Linked DNA regions of Mus musculus: regions 2, 3 and 4 are each linked to region 1. The links are chromatin contacts, called in public Hi-C and promoter capture Hi-C maps. All regions are on one chromosome and are shown on one strand. Each heading gives the region's core, a stretch centred on a gene start, on an enhancer-like site or on the middle of the called end of the contact. The rest is flanking DNA. Distances are from core to core; before and after follow the strand shown.

Evidence for each region. Promoter capture Hi-C pulls out the DNA fragments that hold promoters and counts their contacts. A called contact is a pair of places that touch in the nucleus more often than the background predicts. Capture Hi-C pulls out chosen DNA fragments and counts their contacts.
Region 2: a promoter capture Hi-C map of cranial neural crest shows a contact between it and region 1. The contact joins the promoter of Ptpn9 here to the promoter of Rpp25 in region 1. A contact is called at or near these places in 2 of 39 promoter capture datasets (cranial neural crest and pre-B cells) and 1 of 115 datasets of contacts at active chromatin or transcription factors (large pre-B cells).
Region 3: a promoter capture Hi-C map of adipose tissue shows a contact between it and region 1. The contact joins the promoter of Man2c1os here to the promoter of Rpp25 in region 1. A contact is called at or near these places in 8 of 39 promoter capture datasets (the 3T3-L1 cell line, 3T3-L1-derived adipocytes, the C10 cell line and 3 more), 8 of 115 datasets of contacts at active chromatin or transcription factors (the 230-238 cell line, acute myeloid leukemia, bone marrow-derived macrophages and 4 more) and 4 of 9 other capture datasets (adipose tissue, liver, macrophages and 1 more).
Region 4: a contact with region 1 is called in a Hi-C map of embryonic stem cells, with 2.6 times the contacts expected there. The contact joins the enhancer-like site here to the promoter of Rpp25 in region 1. A contact is called at or near these places in 1 of 39 promoter capture datasets (pre-B cells), 1 of 484 Hi-C or Micro-C datasets (embryonic stem cells) and 2 of 115 datasets of contacts at active chromatin or transcription factors (embryonic stem cells and microglia).

The regions. Positions count from the first base shown.
Region 1 is chr9:57,502,695-57,505,394 of GRCm38.p6, reverse strand. It overlaps Rpp25 (ribonuclease P/MRP 25 subunit), which reads right to left and starts at 1,293. Exons shown (of 1, transcript NM_133982.1): 1 at 1-1,293. The coding sequence starts at 1,158. The coding sequence ends at 559.
Region 2 is chr9:56,993,636-56,996,335 of GRCm38.p6, reverse strand. It overlaps Ptpn9 (protein tyrosine phosphatase, non-receptor type 9), which reads right to left and starts at 1,368. Exons shown (of 13, transcript NM_019651.2): 1 at 680-1,368. The coding sequence starts at 742.
Region 3 is chr9:57,130,038-57,132,737 of GRCm38.p6, reverse strand. Man2c1os (mannosidase, alpha, class 2C, member 1, opposite strand) reads left to right here and starts at 1,448. Exons shown (of 2, transcript NR_102289.1): 1 at 1,448-2,189; 2 at 2,611-2,700. Man2c1 (mannosidase, alpha, class 2C, member 1) reads right to left here and starts at 1,961. Exons shown (of 26, transcript NM_028636.2): 1 at 1,849-1,961; 2 at 1,457-1,579; 3 at 1,083-1,206. The coding sequence starts at 1,949.
Region 4 is chr9:58,001,940-58,004,639 of GRCm38.p6, reverse strand. It overlaps a transcript of Cyp11a1 not described here. Among named protein-coding and RNA genes, the nearest start is that of Cyp11a1, 12 kb to the left of the region's middle. Within about 2 kb of position 1,274, at least 6 of the 459 cell types and tissues checked have an H3K27ac peak or open chromatin away from gene starts, as enhancers often do. A contact at or near this core is called in embryonic stem cells, where this site is marked.

The sequences.
Region 1 (2,700 bases), core at 44-2,543:
AGCATGGCAGATTTTGTCCTAAGTCCCCTCTCAGCCATCATGCAAGGCGGGTGGGGGAGGGATGCTAAAAGGGAATTGCTAGGGTGTGTGTGTGTGTGGGGGTGCAGAATAGGGTCCGGACATTTTCAACTTGGCCATCCTCAAGTAATCAGCTCCGTAGCTCCCGCTCTCAGTTAACAGCAAAGATGATTTTTAAAGCCTCAACTGTCAGCATCCATGCATACTGGGTGCTTTTAACGTCTGGGTCCCCAAGAAAGCTCAAGAGTCCCACTACCCACCATGCTTCCCTAAAAAAGACGGCCTAGCAAAGGTGTGGGTGGTGTTCTGTGGCTTCTGGTAACATGTCCCACAAAGTTTCCTTGGACTTCAAGGATCCTCTCTTCTCATTCCTGAGCTCTCTCCTGTCGCCTTGGGATCCGCGCTGTCATTCTGAGGACCGGTGTCCAGGAACATGGGCCCCTTAAAACCCAGGTATGAAAGGTGCGTGTGTTGAAAGGTATGCAGGAGTGTTGAAGATATATGATTCAGTCGGTCTGGGTGGCTCAGAGGCGAGAATTCTCAGGCGGTCCTGTCCTCATTCTCAGCCTCTGGCTCAGGCTGAGACCGCTTAGCGGTGCCTTCTTCAGCAGCAGATTCCCCCAGGCTCCTCTTGGACGTCGACACCGTAGGAGGGGACGAAGGACCAGGACTGAGGTTCGGAGGCTGGTAGCCAAGTTGTCGTGGATCCAGTGCGTCCTTTGAAAGTAGGATGGCGAGGCTCGGTACATTCTTAAGTACACTGAGACTGGCGGCCGGATCGCTGGGCGTCTGACCCGGTGTGGGCCCAGGCGGGAGGCTCTGCCACACCTCGCGCACGCTCCGGTAGCGCAGCCGCGTGACCTGGTGTAAGCCCGCCAGGCGGCGCTTGAGAATCTCGGCGCACGTGACGGTCTTGGTGGTGGCCCGGCCGCAGCCACTGAAGACGATGGCGCGCGTGGCTGGCTGCGCCATGCTGGCGGTGGCGAAGGCCAGTAGGTTGCGGATCTTGCTGCCCTCCTTGACCCGCATGTGTACAGCACCGGGTGCCAGATCTGCAAAAGGGCCAGAGTTCGGGCTGCCACCCTCATCACCGTCCCCCGCCGGCGCCTCCTCCGAGCGCACCTTACGGAAGTTCTCCATGCGCCGTCGTCGCTGGGATCGCAGGTTTTGCCATGGGGCCGCCTCAAGCCCGGGGCTGCATGGCCGCGGGTCGTGCCGGGCGAGAGCTGGCAGGGATTGGGGTGCCGGCGCCGAGTGAAGGTTGGAGGGTGGGCTGGGAACGTGCAGTCTTCAGCCCAGACTTCTACAGGGTAGTGATGTTCTACTCTGCGCCCTCGGCACCTTGTGCTCCGCGCCTTTAGCAGAAGCTCCGCCTGGGAGCCAGATAGGACCCGCCCCTTCGCCCAGGACCCGCCCCAACTCTGCGTGACTTGTCCCAGTCCCTCCAGCCTTTGGGATCCAGCGCTGGAGCTCAGCGGCTGGGGTCACAGAGCCACGGGTGATTTGGGAGGTGAAGTTCTCCGAAGTCACCATCTGTTCTCCCTGAACCAGACCTTATGCAGGAACAACCTAAATAAATACTATGCTTAAGGTTCAAATGCCGACTCAAGCCTGGTCCCTGAGCCCTGCGGGGTTCCAGCGCAAGGGCATCCCTAGACCCCTCCTAGGTAAGAGATCTCCAAACCACCTTTTGGGGCTTCGCTACTCCACCCCTCCAGGGACCTCCCTCCCGTTCTCTTACTATATTTTTGCGTCAAGGGCAGCCAGTGCATGGTCAGCAGAGAGTGGGAGGCGTTGGCTGCGGCTGCACGCAGCGCCTTCCCTGGGCTGGGACCGCTACGTCGTGGCCTGGTCCTTGCGTAGCTGCTTAGAGAGACACTAAGCTTTGCTCCTCCTGATCATACCTCCAGGCTCCCGGCACCTATGCACCTCTGAAATGCAGGAAGTGATGCGTTGGGCCAGCCTAAAGTGAATGGGGAACAGGAGACCATTTCTTCCAAGGCGTTAAATTCTTATATTCATGCCTGAAAGTCCTTTACTGGAGCTGCATACATGTTTATGAGCGTGGCTCAGCCCGAGCTAACGCCGGATTCCTGACTTCCAATTCCAGGTGGAATTCCTTGCCAGTCAGCCTTGGCCTCTAGAAATCCAGAGGGTTGTTTTTGTTAAAAGGAGACTGAGAGAAGACAGGTTTTAAGAGGTGGGAGGCAGGGTGGAGTGCCTTGGCGGAATGTGTGTGTGTGGGGGCGGGTACTTGCAAACTCTGGGAACTCCACTGAATCTGAGCAGAGGCTCGGGCTCTGCTGCGAGGTGAGGTGGGCAGTAGAAAGATGAGGTCTGATCAAAGCAAGACTGTTTAATAAGGAGTGACCCTGGCCTGGGGCCACGCCCTCAATATTCAATCCCGTTTCCATGGAAAGGCAGGGAGGGAATCAGACAGACGTGGGAAGCACCGGGAAGGAAGACGCACTGAGGACTGTAAGGAACGGTGTTCTCAAAGTATCAGCAAGATGGTGTTTGGATGAGCACAGCATCAGTCTAGGGGGAGAGCTGCCCGGCCCTCCTCTTCCTCTTTGCTATCTGTGACAATTCTCAGCCCCTCAGCTCAGAACAACGAGCTTATATCTCATCTCTTCTTGGAGTGTGGCTGCAGCAGCTGGACTTTTTATTTTTTATTTTTAC
Region 2 (2,700 bases), core at 119-2,618, 510 kb after region 1:
GGGCTTCAGAAAGATGGAGACTGTCAGATGAGGTGGGGGCAGGGAAATGGGGACGAGGGTAAGAGCCTAGCCTGGGAAAGCAGAATAGGGAGGTCAAGGCCAGGGACTTGGGGAGCTAGAAAAGGAACAGATCTTTCAGGATCTGTCCAAGTAGGCCCGTCACAGCAGTCTGAAAGCCTGAAGGGCTCCTTTGAGAATCTGGGCCACCTCTTTACCAGCGCTACCTCCCCCCATCTTGGGAACGGAGACAACCACCTAGGAATCCTCCCCCCAAATGGCTTTCCTTGCCCTTGAAAACAACGGACCCTCGAGAAAAAAAAAAAAAAATGCAAACGCTTCCAGAGAGTAGAAGGGCCTGGGACAAGGTGTCCTGCAGTCATCCAGTGGGGAGCCCGCCCCAGTTCGAGGAACTTTAATATTCATTGAAATGGAGCAGCACGGACCCCCCCCCCCCCGGAAGTCTCGAAGCATAAGAATCTCAGAGCCAGGGGTCCCACGGCTCCGGGGCTGGGCTGGGCGATGGCCTGGGGCGCGGTCTCCGGCCCGGGGAGGCCAGCCCGCAGGCCTGAAATGCGAGCAGGAGCCGCTGAGGGCCCGGGGCGAGGAGCGCAGCCCGGCGAACAGAGGCCGGCCTAGGCCTCGGAGGCTCGGACACACCCACCGCTGCAGCGGCGCTTACCTGCTCCTCCTCGGGGGTCAGCTCCGGCGCCATGTCCGGCCGGGGCGCGGTCGCCGGCTCCATCCCGCCGCCGCCGGGGCAGGTCTGGTGGGCGAGCGCCAGAACCCGCTGCACTCGCGCTCCGCTTCTGTGGCCCGGCGCCTCAGCAGCTCTCGGTCGGCTCGCGCATGGTGCGAGCGCCCGGCGCCCGCGGCGGCTGCCAACGCCGCTCCTGCTGGCCGGGGAGAGCCCGCTGTCGCTCCCCGCGGAGAGGAAATGCCTCCTGTTTGCTTCACTCCTTTCCTCACGCCACCCCTCCTGTCCTGAGGAGGAGAAAGTGCGGGCGAGGAACTAACAGCAGTTCGAGGTCTGCTTGGCTTTCTTTCTTTTTTAGGAGTCCACAACTTTTACAGCCACCGCGAAGGCGCCTGGCGGGAGTTGGAGGCCGTCGGCCTTCCGAGCCGCTTAACCCCCGGGGCAGAGCTCGCCGGCGCCTCGAGACCGCCCAGCCCGGGCGTCCACGGGGATGCGGGCCCTGCGAACTGCTCCGTGGCCTCGCGGCCCAGTTCCTCAAAAGCCGCCGCGGAGACAGGGAGGGCGGGCGCGAGCGAGCGAGGAAAAGGCGTCCCCCTCCCGGCTCAGGGCCAGCGCTGCGGCCTGCGCCGCGTCCGCCCGAGCCCCCCACGGCTCCATTGAGAAACTGAGCATCTCATTCACAAACAGGAGCCGGGGAGGGCCGGGCCGGACGGGGACGTTGTCCGAGAGGGGGAGACAGAGAGGAGCTGGGAGGAGGGGAGGCTGAGCGGAACGGAGCGGCGCGGCGGGGGAGGGGCTGCGGGGACGAGAGGCGACTCCCCTACGGGAGCGGGAGGGAGACGCGACTGGGAGTTAAAAGAATCCAAAACTGCGCGAGGACCGGTGCCCTTCCCGGTATTCACGGGCGGCTTCTACCTATTCGTGGTAGGGTCTGAAAGGTTGCCTGTGAGGTCCAAGATGCCTCGGATCTGACAGATAAGCAAGGGCCGCATTTCTTTGCTCAATGAATGTATCCTGTAGTCCAGCATCATTGTAGCTAATTGTAATCGGGTACAAAGAGAGAGTGAGGAAGAGACAGAGAGAGACATCCTGTTTCAGAATTCATTCAGGAAGCCCACAGCCTTTGCAAATGCATGATTTTACTCTAGGGTAAACAGCAGAGTCTGGGTCTCTCAGGATAGGAGCATTGAGAAGGCAGGGCTGGGCCTACTGTGATTTTTTTTATCATGTTAGACCAAAGATAAGTATTCTAGAAGGATTTCAAGAAATCGGAGTGCCACAACTAGTCCCCCCAGGACTGAAGTCCAGAAAGAACCAGGGGATGGGTCTTCGGAAAAGAAAATGCTATAGGTTTTGATGCCCATCTTGGAGAACTTTTTAAAAAATAAATTATATATATTCTTAACTCCATTTTGGCACCAGTGCAATAGCAGCTTCAGGGTTACCTCTGCTAAGTTTTTTCCTTTGTGTGTGTGGAGGGTCAGGGGGCCAGGAAAGACAGAGTTTTGAGAAAGGATCTCTATGTACCCCTGGCTGTCCCAAAATTGGCTGTGTAGACCAAGCTGGCCTTGAACTCACAGAGATCTGCCTCTTGAGTGAAGGAATTAAAGGCATGTCCATGCCTCCTTGCCCCTCAACTATGTTAGTTTGTCTTTTGCCACCAGTAAAATGAACTCTACGCTGAACTCAGGAACCTACTCAGGAGTTGGTTTCAGTATTGAAACTGGAAGACAGTCTATAACAAGTCTATCTGCACACCAGACACTGCACTATGCACTGGAGTTAAAATAAGACAGTATAAGATAATGGAAGATGTATCAGGAAGTAAAATAATGAAGACACTCAGGGACTCGCGTGATGGGTCAGTGGTTAAGAATACTGGCTGACCTTGGAGTGGATCTGGGTTCAATTCTAGTACCCACGTGGTAGTATAGAACTTTTAAGGAGCATGTGATGTATAAACATACATCAGGAAAAAAAAAACACCCATACATGTTGTACTGGCT
Region 3 (2,700 bases), core at 199-2,698, 370 kb after region 1:
AGTCAGTCCACTGAGCCATCTCTCCAACCCCCTCTGGTAGCCTTTTTACCCATGAATATATAAAAGAAAACCCCATGGAGTGAGGCAGATATATTAATACAGGTCTATAATTCTAGCTACTTGGGAGGTCCATGGTAGAGAATAACAAGATCAAGGCTACTATCAGGGATCATTCAGCAAGACCCTTTCTCGAATTAAACGGGAGGTGGGAGATGGATTAGCTCAGTGGTGAGAACATTTGTCTAGAATTTGTGGTGGTTCTGGGTTATATTAATTAAAAAAGAAGCCCAAGGAGTTTGAGATAGATTGGTTCATCCTCAGTGTTCAGTTAGGTGGGTGCCATCGAAGAGAAGAAAGTTGGATAGGGCTCTGACTTCTTTTTTTTGTTTTGTTTTGTTTGTTTGTTTTTTTTTTGTTGTTTTTTTGTTTTTTCGAGACAGGGTTTCTCTGTATAGCCCTGGTTGTCCTGGTGCTCACTTTGTAGACCAGGCTGGCCTCGAACTCAGAAATCCACCTGCCTCTGCCTCCCGAGTGCTGGGATTAAAGGCGTGCAGCACCACGCCCGGCTAGGGCTCTGACTTCTTTTAGGACCCAGTTACTGGACTTTGAAACGGAAGCTGCATGGACCAACAAAGAAATGTCTTAGTTTTTTAAAATCTATAATGGATATAAAGTGTCATCACATAGCATTACAAAGATTAAACCTGGTATGACATTTAACATTTAACATCTGGGGAATGTGAAGTGCAGTTAAAAGAAATTCATTATTCATGGGAAGATAACTTAATACCTTACTTTATATCATTTTAGAATGATTTGAAGTTTCCCCCAATACATATGTACTATACACAATAAAACTAGCTTATGAAAACTGGGGATTTATAACACTGGTGTCCAAATTCTGGTGGCTTACAACCATCTGTAATGGGATCTGATAACCTCTTCGGGTGTGTCTAAACACTGGCAATTTCCTCAGTTCCGAAATCATGAAATTACTCTGGAGACCCATTCATTCAGCTGTGGCTTCTCCAAAAACCAGGCTAATCTGTGGCAGTATCTGGCTCTAAGAGAGGACACCTCACCTGGACAGGTTCCCCATCACGCCAGACAAGGCTTTCTCCATCGCTTTCCCAGCAAAGATGAACTTCCTGGCCCACCCAAACTTCAGGGATGACCAGTTCTACCCGAAACCAGCAGGTCCACCATCTGTAAGAGAGCCATTTTGATGGGCCTAGGAGTGGAAACCCTCGGCTTTAAGATGTTCTCCATGCATGTGCAGCATCAGAGAAATGGTCAAAGAATAAAGGGAAAGGGGGAGAGGCAGCAGGGATGAAAATACTCAAGTGAAGACGCCGAAGGATAAAGGAGCTTCTCTCAGCAGAGGGCGCCACTCTGCTATCTAGCAGACTAGGGTTTGGTCGTGGGGCGGAGCTTCGCCAAACTGGGCGTTACCCACGTGGGTCCGAAGCTGTCGCCGACCTGCGCAGGGCTGAAGTTCTGCTGCACCGCCTTCTCATAGGGAAGCCTCTCGGGCGTCAGGAAGCTGGAGAGTGTCACCGAGCAGCTGTCCCCGAAGAGCCTGGGCAGGAGCAGCTGATGGGCGCATGCTCGAAGCCGCCCCTGTCCCACCCGTGAGCCAGCGGATGGCTGGGGAAACGCTCTCCCTTGGCTAAGGCCGTGAGGACTGCCTGGCAGCTCAGCAGCACAGACCAACCTCTACCGTTCGCTCCCCAGCCCCTGGCCTGGCAGTGGCGGGAACTTTGTTCCGCGGCCCGGTTGGCCACGGCCTGGGTTTCCCTCCGGAAGGGAAGGGGAGAGCGCGCGGGTGTGGTAGGCCAAGGACCACACCTGCCGCGAAGGTTACAGTCGGTGAAGTAGATCGGGGACACGAACTTCTCCACCCGCTCGAAAGTGGTGCGCCAGTGCTTCAAGAACGGCGCTGCCGCCATGGCGATGCGCCTTCCCTCCCCGGAAGATCCTTGGTGCTGCCGGCTCGTTGCACCGCTTGGAACCAAAGGTTCCGGCATCCAACCAGCTTACAGACCCGAGCAGCTTTTCTGGGAACACCACGGCTTTTGCAAGAGGCTGGCTCTGGGGAGCCTCCCAGTGAAACCCGGAAGCTGAGCCTTCGCGGTTCTCACCTCAGCCTTGCTGTCAGACAGCTGGGTAAATTATTTTAAAATACAATGGTAAGTTTGAGCTGGTGGTGTGGTTCGGTAGGGAGAGTGCTTGCCTAGGATGCACAAAGTTCACAGACCAGGAAGTGTAAATTGGAGTAATCTGCGACAATGTAGCGCCTTTGAGTACAGCCTGAGCTACTTGGTATTCTGAAGGAAGGGCTAGGGAGGGAACCCCTGGAAGGGCATGGGAAAGGTTTAGTTTTCCATTCTCTTCACTTACTCAAGCATTGGTAACTGCATAATATGAAAAGCGCAAGGCTACTTCGGGTGTTTTCAGAAATACAGAAAAGGGGCTTTGCACACCAGTAATCCTCCATTACATTACATGCATCACCGTTGCCCATTACCCCAATGTCCAGAATTTTGATCTAACGCAGGTCAACAAGTGCAAGGAAGTTTGAATGCTAACCTCCAGCTTTAACGTTTGCAGGAGTCTGGAAGAAAATAATACAGGAGGAATCTAACTAGCCTGCTTTAATGGAAATAACCAGGTTTACATTCCAAATGCAGGTTACCCAGA
Region 4 (2,700 bases), core at 25-2,524, 500 kb before region 1:
GAGGGGGGAGGGAAGGAAGATGAAGAAGGCAAAAGGGACCCTTCCCACACCTCTAGCTACCTGTTCTGAAGCCCTCACACAAGATCAGGCATCTCATTGGCCACAACTTAACCACGTGACACCACCTAGCTACGCAGAGCCAAGAAAGAGTGGTGACTCTAAGAGTCTACCTGGTGCTGGTGCGCCAGGTAGACTGCTGGGCTTCAGTAAGTTAGGAAAGGCTGGAAGCAAAGAGCACGTGCTTGACCTCATGCCGATTCACCAGAATTAAGCTGATGATCGGACAGTCCAGCGTTTGGGCTACCATTCTAGCACTCCAGAACATATGGGGACAGAAACCTATCTGGAAGCCAGGGGTCCCCAGCAAGTATCCCAGCGGCTGAGTAGGTAACCTTTTCATTTCTGTGGTAGACATTCTGTTGGTCCTTCTCTCTTGTGAGGCGCCACTTCTATAGAGAGACTCCAATATCACAAAAGTGAGGCCCACGTTACTCTCCTCCCAAGAGGGGACTACTGTAATTGCATGTGAAAAGGCATGGCTGGGTCAGTCATGGGTCCTTCCAGAACGTTGGCTTTGGTTTTGTGGCAGGGCCTCCATCCCAGACTAGTTTTGAACTTGTGCACCCAAGGATGACCTTCAACTCCTGATCCTCTCTGCTACCACCCGAGGGTCAGGACTGACTGGTTTATTCAGCGCTGGGGATGGAACTCAGGGCTGTATGCATGCTAGGCAAGCACTCTCCCAACTGAGCTCCATCGCTGGCACCCCTTTCAGAAATTTCTTAAGCTCTTGCTCTTGGGTAGGAAGCTGATGGAGAAAATGAAGCCAGAGATAGAAGCGCGGGGTGGGGGGTGGGGGAATCTATATGGAGCCCCATTTGTCACTATCAGGACTCTCATTCTTATCCCGTGGCTCGCAGAGACCTAGCTGCACCCCTGGCTCAACTCTACCTAGGCTCCTTTCACTACTCCCAGTGCCTGCCTTCCCCTTTCTGCCGGGGTGGAGCTCCTGTTTTATAACTCTTTTAAATCATAGATTTGTGTCAGAATTCTTTGTGGGGCACTTGGCAGAAATCCAGCTGAAACTGGTTAAAACAAAAATACCATATACATAAAATGAATTTGAAAAGTTCAAGGTCAGGAGCTAGCATGCCAGAGGAAGTCGCTGGCCCCCCACCTCCCATTCTTTCTTTTGTGTTGGCTGCTGTCTCCTGCAGTCAACTGTGCACAGCCAGGAAGAAGGCCAGGGATTTACCTGACCCCAAGGTCCTGGAAACTCCTGCAGCAAAGACAGAGAAGGGCCACCCTCTCTCTTGTCCATGATCTCCCTGAAGAACTGATTGGCCAGTTTTTGTCCAATCACAGTGGACAGGATTCTGGCACCTGACTATTGCAGGCAAGCACAGACCCTGCAGTCAGGGCCAGACAGAACCCTGTGGCTGATGGAGCCTTGGGAACACTATAAGGAAAAGAAAAGGGTGTCCTTCCAATGTATAAAAGTGCCGAGCAGACTGCAGACATAATCACATAGGGGGCATTGGGACCAGATGGACTTGGGTTCAAGTCTTAGTTCGACCACTGAGTAATTGTGTGGACTTGGGGAACTCACTTGGAGCCAAGTGAGAATGAAGGCTTTCATCTCCAAAAAATGGAAATAATCACAACCTGCCTGTCAAGGTTGTGACGAACACTTACCAGGACAATAGAGTGTTTGGGAAGGCCTCAAATTCTCAACATCGCACAAGTAACCTCACTGAGCTAAAGGCTGTCCACTGTGGTTTGGGGTTAATGTTTGGACACCACGGTGAAAGCTGTGTGTCCCAGGACTGGAAAGGGGCCTCAGTGGTTAAGAGTGCAGCCTGCTCTTACAGAGAGCCAGAGTTCTGTGCCCAGCACCCATGCCCAGCAGCTCACAACTCCAGCTCCAGGGGATCCAGTGCCTTCTTCTGGCCTTCCTGAGCACCTGCACTCACGGACACAACCCACTCATACAACACACATAATTAAAGATAAAATAAATCTTAGGGGGCAAATGTGTTTGCTTTCATGGGTCCAGCTCCAGGCATTTTTTTTCACTAAGTCACACATCAGCTCCCCTCCCCACCCCACCCTGCAACACCCCCCATAGATGTTTGACAAGAAACCAGCCTTGGAGATGCATGGCTTTACTAATCAGGGTGTGACTACTTAACCCTTTATATCATTATTACCACTCAGTCTCTCTCTCTCTCTCTCTCTCTCTCTCTCTCTCTCTCTCTCTCTCTCTCTGTGTGTGTGTGTGTGTGTGTGTGTGTAGTATGTTTATATACACGTGTATGCAGGTATGTCTACCTATGCAGGCACATGTGGAGAGCAGAGGCTAACATCCAGATGTATTCTTCAAATGCATCTCCAGTTTGGTTTGTTTGTTTTGAGGCAGGCTCTCTCAATGAACCTGCAACTGGCTGTTTTGGATTGGCCACCAAGCCGCTGCAGGTTTTCACCCCTCCACACTTGGGTTATAGATGTATACCACCATGCCTGCCTTGTTCCTTTTTACGTAGGTGCTGGGGATTTGAACTCGGGTCCCTATGCTTGCTTACCCGATGAGCCATCTCCCCAGCCGGTCACACTCAGTCCCTTTTGCTTCCCTGTCTGTCTATCTATATCCAATCTCTCTATCTAGCTACTTCCGTCTCTCTCCTCTGCTTGTTCTCTTCC